2 separate regions of the Pan troglodytes genome follow, and region 2 is linked to region 1. A link is a contact called in public Hi-C data. All regions are on one chromosome and are shown on one strand. Each heading gives the region's core, a stretch centred on a gene start, on an enhancer-like site or on the middle of the called end of the contact. The rest is flanking DNA. Distances are from core to core; before and after follow the strand shown. Region 1 has its middle 180 kb from the start of OLFM3. Region 2 holds the start of OLFM3 (olfactomedin 3).

Region 1 (4,301 bases), core at 1,269-3,768:
ACATTAGAAAATTAATTCTCACAAAATTAAATTAATGTTTTGTACATATAAAAAAGTTTTATGATTAAAATTATTATTCAGTTTTTCTCTTAAAACTCATTGTTTAATATTAATTGAATTTGGAAAAATGTCCATGGTACAAATATAGGATTCTTTAAAAAACAAGAAATGTGAACTTAAGATGAAGCTAGTTTTAAATATATGTCAGAAATATGACTATTCATTTATTCAGAAGTATTTATGGAGTGCTTAAGTTAAACTGGTCTCTGTTCTTCTAAGTGCTGTCGTAGAGAACAAAACTGGTCTCTTGTTCCCATAGAGAGTGCTTTCTAGTGGAAGAGACAGACAACACCATATTAAATAAATATATGTATTTATTTAATATTATATTAAATAAATATATGTATTTATTTAATATTATATTAAATAAATATATGTATTTATTTAAAATTATATTAAATAAATATATGTATTTATTTAAAATTATATTAAATAAATATATGTATTTATTTAAAATTATATTAAATTTAAATATATAATTTACAATTATATATTACATTTTAATATATTTAAAATTATGCATTAAAATTATATAATAGTTACAAATGTTAAGATGAAATAAAAGAGGAAAGAGATTTAGAAAGTATTTGAAGAGAGAGGGTCCCCTTTTTATCCTCATAGGAAGGTTTAAAATTATAATAATACCCTCTAAATGCATTAATTAGCCTGAGTGCACACGAGGACTTTCAAAATGATTTCACTGAATAAATGCAAGATGAAAACACTGAAGCATAAAAGTTTCATTACCCAGGAAATCTTATTAGAAAATAAGAAAACATGCAATTTAACACACAAAAAAATAAATTAGATTTAAAGATACCTATGGGAATTAGAATCTGTAAATATTTATAGTTTATTTTGAAGGTTAAAATACAGTGTGCTGCTAACAAAATGGACACATAAATGGGAACTTCATAATGACTATAAAAGTAATTATGATGGCATAAATGGAGGAATAAAGGTTGTAAGTTTCTCAACAAAGTTTCAAATTGATAGTCAAATATTTTTAGTATTTTTCTCTCAAATATATTTCAAAATACTATGAAATTCCAGATTTTAATTATGAAAGCAAAAGCAAAAACTTTTGCTTGTCTCAGATGGAGATACCTGCCCTTTATTTTATTTTCTTAAACCATGTAATATTTGGATAAAGCAATCTTAGAAGAATTCAGATAGTGTCATTTCCTTTAGGTCATAATTTTTGTAGAAGCATATCCATATTGCACACACTTATTTTCATCTCCTGGACCTTTGATTTTTGGCTTTGGATTGTCATATTAGCTCTTCCATCTAGCTTTTTATATAGAAAACTTTTCCAAGACTTTTGTTTTGCAAATGAAGAAAAGTAGATCTCACCCTTCCTTCTTTCTTATCCTAACAGTAGAAATTCTCCTATATTTATTCCTTGATTTCCTTCTTTCTTTACTATTTCTATTATCTCGGTCTCTCTGTCCCTGATTCTGCCTCTCTGCCTCCCTCTCTCCTTCCCTCTCTCCCTTCCTCTCTCCCTCTGTTCTCTCTCCAATCTTATTTATTCTGAAGACTTTAATAATCTCATGGATACCACATATGTGGACATATTTCAGAGACATGGTGTGTCATACAAAAAGAGAAAAGTGAAATGAATTCAAATAGTATATTAAGGTCAGAGTGACCATTTGGAAAAGAAAAATTAGAATGGTATTGGGTGAGATTCTAAATTTCATGGCTATATTGACCTTTTAGAAATAGACATGGGGAGGAGAAGAAAGATGGAAAATTTAAAATTATATGGGGGAATTGTACTTTTTTTCTTTCACAACCACACTCATTAGTAAATAAGTTGTATTTTTGGATATGGTTTGGATGTTGCTGCAAGTTGTATTTCCTCAGTAGCAGATTCTGAAATAGACATTAGTGTTTAGAATACTTATAGGGAGAGGAAGGAAGCAGGATTGAGCAGAGGGACAAGGTGAAGTGTTAAGGTAGTCTCAAAGAAGGTTACAATGGATCTAATCAGGAGCTCTCAAACTATGATTACCTCAGTTGGGATGAGGCAATTGGACCTTTTGACGTCAACATCTGTTATTGGATGAGGGTTGCCCTGGGAAGAGATGTGAGTTTGGGTGAGGCAGCTTCTTTTAGTTGAGACAATCCCCAAAGAAGGTTGACAGTTGAGGGCCATATTTCTCCAGGAATCCCAGGAACTGGGAGGGTAATTCCTTTTTACCCGAAGGGCTAACTGGACAGTTTATCTCAGCATCCATTACCACCCACCCTTTGTGCTGCTCTTCATAGAGATTTTGGAAAAACGCTCCAGTGTTTCCAATGGACTTTTTTTCCAGAAGAGACTTAGGAATGGAAAGCTGGTGGGATGAATTTACAGGAAAGGCTGTTTGAAAGCCAGAACTGATAATCATTGTTTCTCTTCTCTGGCCAGTCCTGTTCACCCCCACTGTCACTTAGCGCCTCTAGTGGTCATTTTGGCTCACCTGTTTGTATGAGTCAGACCCTTAATCCTCAGGTATTTTAGTCCACACATACAGTGCCTTTCTCAGGCCAGAGTTGGTCCTTTTGTTCATTAACTGTCAAAAGTGGACAAAAGAGTACTCAGAGGAACATAAGTGGATAACCTGGACATCAAGATTTTCCCTCTCTGCTCCCACTGCATCACAGCAGCCCTATCACCTTCTGGTAGTCTGGATTCCTTACAGTTACAAAGATGGTGAATCCCCTTCTTCTCTATTGTTCTTTTAGAACAGGAATGCAAAATGCCTAGGTGGAAGCTGTAGCTACCATTGATTGAAACTCTTGCTGTATCCCCTGGCAGAAGGGTTCCCCCTTTGAGAACCAAGACCTGGTCACCTACACTGCAGAGCCCAGACTTGTAGAAACAATAAGTACAATCACCCAAGGTAGTACACTGGGGATGATGGTAAACAAAACTATCCTTATTTCCACCACTTGGATTCCAGACCCACGTATTTTACATATTAAAGTCCCAGCACTATAAAAATAAATAGTATTGATTTAAGCTATTTTGTATGCCTTACATTATTGTTCCTGGAAAAGTACAAAGGATCACATTGTCCAAACCAGACTAATAAAAATCCAAAATATACCTAGTGCTGAAGTTTATAGATAATTACAATAATACAAGGATCAGGCACAATGTGGAGAAGTGCAGTACTGGGACCTACTGCCAGTGCTGCTCCCCAGACCTTACCTTGCTGCATTAGTACCCGCACTGATGTAACATGCAGTTTCCAAGTAATGCATACAGAACATAATTAGATAGGAGCTATTTTATTCACTAACTCCATGACCAAAGTATGCATTTTATACTTTGATAATTACATAGCTTATATGGCATTGTCCAGAGTGCTACTCTATAAATCCAAATATCCTAATTTTAATTACAATAAGCAACGCGGATAGGTCAGTTATGTCTGGCTGAAAGTATCTTATAGGTAAGAACTCTATCTCTAGAGTTCATAATATATGGAGGAATTTCATTAGCCTCTATACAAAAGCTTTTAATTAGGCCATATTTTCCTTTTTAATGACAAAAGAGAGAATAGATTGCAGGTCTGCTAATAATATATATATTTTTTCTCTAGAATCCTCTTTATTTGTTCTTTACCTTAGAGGAGATGTACCTTTTACCCAAGATCACCAGATCTTTAAATTTATACTTATGTGGTAGGCCCCTCAATTATCATATGGTTATCTTAAACTCTTTGGAGCACGTGTAACTAAGGAAACATCTAATTTGCTGGCTAGTTCCTACTTATCTACTTTGGTTGATATGATGCCACTCATACAGTAATTTAGTAGGATAATCTGTGGGATTACAGTAGACTGAATGGTAGTCACAAAGGCATGTCAACATCCTAATGCCTAGAACCAGTAAATATTACTTTATATGGCAAAAGAGTGAAAGTTGACTAATGAACTCACATGGTAAGTATAATATTATATATAATAATACTAACTTATATGGCAAAATATATGATTAAGAATATTTAGATGAGAGATTTATATTGGATTGTTTGGTGGACCCTAAATATAATCACATGCATCCTTATAAGAGAGGGGCAGAAGTATATCAGACAGAACAGAAAGCAGATTTGACAGGACAGGTAATCTGAAGATGGAGCAGAGAAAGAGATGTGGCCGCAAGCTGAAGATTGTCAACAGCCACAAGAAGCTGGAAGAGTCAAGAGGCAGATTGTTCACTACTCCCCTCCTTTCAGAGGAGT
Region 2 (4,301 bases), core at 595-3,094, 180 kb before region 1:
GATAACAGACAAATCAAATCACACACAAAATTGTTAATGAAGCTCTACATTTCTGAATTTATTTTAAAGAAAAACAAATAAAACTCACTTTAAGTCAAGTGACTTTTTCTGCAGTAACTTAGTGATTAACTTTGCTTTTAGAAAATGTTTTACCAAGAATATTCCCAAATCATATGGAATGTATTCAAAAGTTTTAAACAATATCATATAAAAAGAGTGGCAGTGGATAGAATGTGTCACTACAGGGTGCAGAGTCAAGAAGAAAAAAAATTAAATATAAAAACAAAATCAACACTTTTTCCTAAGTGTGAAATGCTTTAAAGCTACACCTTAGTATATAAAATATGCCTTTAAGATTATTAAGATGACATTCACACAGAGTGAAGCGTTTACATCAATAATACCAGTTCAATCAAAGCTTTAAAATAAAATGAGTTTATTCTCATCAGGTCCTTCTAAATATGAAAGAGTACAGAAATAATTATAAATATATACGACATGATTCTAAGTTTTAACTGTATACTATATTAGGCCTACAAATATCACAACCACAGTATTAAATTATGCTTGGTTACATCTTAGTTCTATTCAGTAATGAAAGGAAACTTAATTTGTCTACACTACACACATGATGTAAAGCTTTAAAAATAACTTTATAATATTCCAAAATATAGCTTGTATTAGTTTTATAGCATGGAATCATTCTTCCTATATTGTCAAATTGCTGTTGGCCAGTTAAATAAGTAAAATAATAAATTGTATCTCTTACTCTTTTTCACCAGGTGGCTTATCTCTTATTCCCTGTCATTATGATTTTCTTAGAAGGCTGAAGCTTTCATATTATCTCACTTTGTCATCAAGACTTTTCTCAGACATCGTTGAAAATATTTGTCCATATTTTCCTGTCTTTTTATCAAAGGAGTTTAGCGTTCACTTTCATTGCCAGTACTAGATAATTTTCAGAGTTCAACGTCTATGAGTTAACTCATCCTTCCTATTGCCCTCCTTAGTTTGTTAAGGTTCTCACTTCCTGTTTCTTAACACTGATAATCAGAACTTCCTCAGTGCCCCCTAATTTTCTTAATGAAAAGGAAGAAACAAACACAAGCTCCTTTCACCAACGCCTCTCAGCCATGGCAGAGAGTATAGCTCTGCTGCTCTGCCATGTGTTTTACAAGCAGCATCCCAAATGTTTTGGACACAAACCGCAGCACGTCTGCGATGGGAGTATTATTGACCAGGATCAGCTGGAAAACGCTTCCCTGCTTTCAACAAAGAAACGGTTCACCATGTCCTAATACATGTTTATAAATTGCATTGTTTCTACTGCAAACTCCTTTGCATTACCCGTCCGACTTCAAAAGAGAGCATTAAGCAGTTGGACACGGAATAAGCTAAATTCCCCGGAGAGCCGCATTGCCCGCTGCCCATGCACATTATATTTTCTCCTAGTCCCTCCCCCCGCGCAGTAGGACTCTACCTTGAGGAGCTATTCCTCCGGTAGTTCACCTTGTTATCTTCCAAGCAGTGGGGATACGCCAGACACCATAAGGTAGCTGAAAGAGCTGTCTCTCGTCCCGTTTTTGACATATTTATTTGCATTTCTGTTAGGTTTGTTACATATTGCACATTTATTTCAAACAAGACTCAAAATATTGTTCATACCTTGGAAGGATCTAATCCGGCAAGCAAAGACAGCAGCAGGAGGTTGAGAAGGTTGGACGTCGCCTGCATTCTGATCTGGGTTTTTGCCCCTCTTTACTCTCTTTTATGTAGGCTCTCCACTCACTGCAGAGACCTTTCCCTCGTCAGTTGCACTTTCTGCCTGCCAGTCAGAGCCGAGTGGAAGCAGAGGCGGCAGCAGCAGTAGCAATAACAGCAGCAGCGGCAGCGGCGGCAGCCGCCCTGGGGGGCGATCATTCCGCAGGCATTCTCAGAGCTAGGAGTCCGGGAGCTCAAGAGAGTGGGTTGGGCTGCAGTGGGCGCTGGCCGCGGTGCTGAAGCGCCTCCAACCCGCGCGCCCCAGTTTACCCTCTCCCCCGCTGCTATATAGCTAGCCCACCTCAAAAGTTTTGACCCAAGGAATAGATAAAGGGAGTAACTGCTGAGAGAGGTGTGGAGACCTGGACAACGGATATGACATCACTACAGCTCCTGGGGGTTTCGGGGGGATATTTTGCGGGGAATTTGTTAACCAAACAAGGATTGACTCTCGTGCTCCAGTTCAGCATTTGCCGGCAACTTGAGCTGCAGAGAAGTAAAGAGTCAGCTAAATACAGGATTATGAAACAAATAGTGCACTAGAACCTTCTGCTGTCATTGACAGAGGACTTGATATTGTATTTAGTGCTTTAAACAAAGTTTGCAGTGCAGACTATCAGTGTGTGTCATCCAAGGCACACGATTTTCAGCTGTTATTGATAGATGAATGTGGTAATTTATAGATATGTGCAGTCATTTATGAATAGCTTATTAAAGTTATATGTTTTGGTTAGGTATTAATGTGTATCTATCTATCTAGGGATTTGGTCATTTAAAAACACTATGCATAAATAAATAAAGAGGCTTATATTCTTCTTTTAGTTATAAATGGTATATTCCATTAGTGATCCCCCCAACTGAAATATCCCCCCCATATGCACAGCCATACCTGGAAATATAGTTTTTCTATCAGTCTGACTTGTGTTTTTACTTGAAGAAGAATTCACTGATAGATGGATAGCGGGATGGGAAGAGTGTTTATTTCTAAGCTTTCAAACACTTCTGTAATCTAGGGCCCAAGAAAAGGCAGAATAGCTGCCTCACAAGAGCAAAGAAAGGGTAAATGGCAAACTCTCTTACCCTGCATCATTCAACCTTACTGGAGCAATTTCATTTCTTTGAATATGGAAAAAGTGTTCTCAATAATATAAAAAGGAAGAAGTTGGTAGCCACCCTGAAACATCCCTCTCGTACAATTATGCCTTTAATATTTCCATCTTCTATTGATTTTTCTAGAAATTGTAATTCCTAAGGGTTAAAATATATAGATAGACTGGGTCTGTGGACATTGCTTCCTTTTACTTCGACATTTAAAAGACAATGAATTGAGATATCAGACACATACCGAGTATGAAATCTCCATCAACCTTTCACTGAAAATATATCCTATTTTTTAATATAAGAAATCTCAATTAGGACTCAAATGCATTTGAAAGTTATTGTCCCCAAGAATTTACATCATATTGCATCTGTTTTAATCCTAATATTATAAATGTGTCTATAGTTACTTGAGGTCTTTATTTTCTATAAACACAAATGGCATGAAGTTCACTACACCTGATAATTCTTTTTGAAGGAGTGGATCATACAAAATAGAGATTGCAAAATCATAGAAAGAAAGTGAAATTACTTATAATGGTGTTAATTTAATAATCTTAACAGCCATAACCACATTTAGAAGTTTCCATTATTTTGAGGTAATAGATAAAACTATAGAGTTGTACCACTCTCTGGGGTAACTTCCTAGAACATATTTGTCAGAGTTTTTTTCTTTTTACATTTCCTTCTTAACCTAAACTTTTCTACCTATCAACATCTACATACTTATCTATCTATGTAGGATAAAATCAGCATAATTTTTAAAAAATCACACATAGAAATTGTTGAAAATTCTGCATCCATTTTTAAATATTTCACATGACTGTGCAGATTGAAAATGAATTTGCAGAGGTGTGTTGGCTGAATGATTATAATAATACATTTTTATTATCCATTCTCTAAATACATTTTTTGTTATTTGTATTTACACATGCTTTTCTCTCTTCCCAAGAAGTCTTCTACAATCTTTTTTACATCTCTACCTCTCAATTAGCAGACAGTAGTACATTATACTTGTTTGAGTAGAGGAAGCTGTATTTAACAGACACACACAGTAATATGAAAATATAATAATATCAATTTTATCACTTCAAGATAAACAGATATTCTTATAATGAAAATAATGTTTTTTTTCTGGAAACAGAATTATTCTGATCTCATACATGGTTTACAATATTAGTGACTGTACCAAAACTTTTATGTGGGCACAGTTTTTTTTCTCTTTAACTCTCCTTTTTTATGGCACTGGAATGTCATTTGTAACAAGAAGTTAATAAGAAGGCAAATTCTAATTCTATGAAATCTTGCCAGAAAAAATGTGATGGAAGAAGATGATAATATTTAGAGATCCAAAATAAGTAATATATGGTAATTATGTTACAAATGAAAACAGATGATCTTAGCAAACTTACAACATATTTTCCATAAGAGAAGCTTAGTCA

The links. Hi-C and Micro-C count contacts between places; a contact is called where the count stands out from the background.
Region 2: a Hi-C map of induced pluripotent stem cells shows a contact between it and region 1, with 2.0 times the contacts expected there. The contact joins the promoter of OLFM3 here to the enhancer-like site in region 1. A contact is called at or near these places in 3 of 7 Hi-C or Micro-C datasets (induced pluripotent stem cells and stem cell-derived neural progenitor cells) and 1 of 1 datasets of contacts at active chromatin or transcription factors (stem cell-derived excitatory neurons).

The regions. Positions count from the first base shown.
Region 1 is chr1:128,996,233-129,000,533 of NHGRI_mPanTro3-v2.0_pri, reverse strand. No RefSeq gene overlaps it. Among named protein-coding and RNA genes, the nearest start is that of OLFM3, 180 kb to the left of the region's middle. Within about 2 kb of position 2,518, at least 1 of the 24 cell types and tissues checked has an H3K27ac peak or open chromatin away from gene starts, as enhancers often do. A contact at or near this core is called in induced pluripotent stem cells, where this site is marked.
Region 2 is chr1:129,179,443-129,183,743 of NHGRI_mPanTro3-v2.0_pri, reverse strand. OLFM3 (olfactomedin 3) reads right to left here and starts at 1,844. Exons shown (of 6, transcript XM_001139550.8): 1 at 1,666-1,844. The coding sequence starts at 1,734.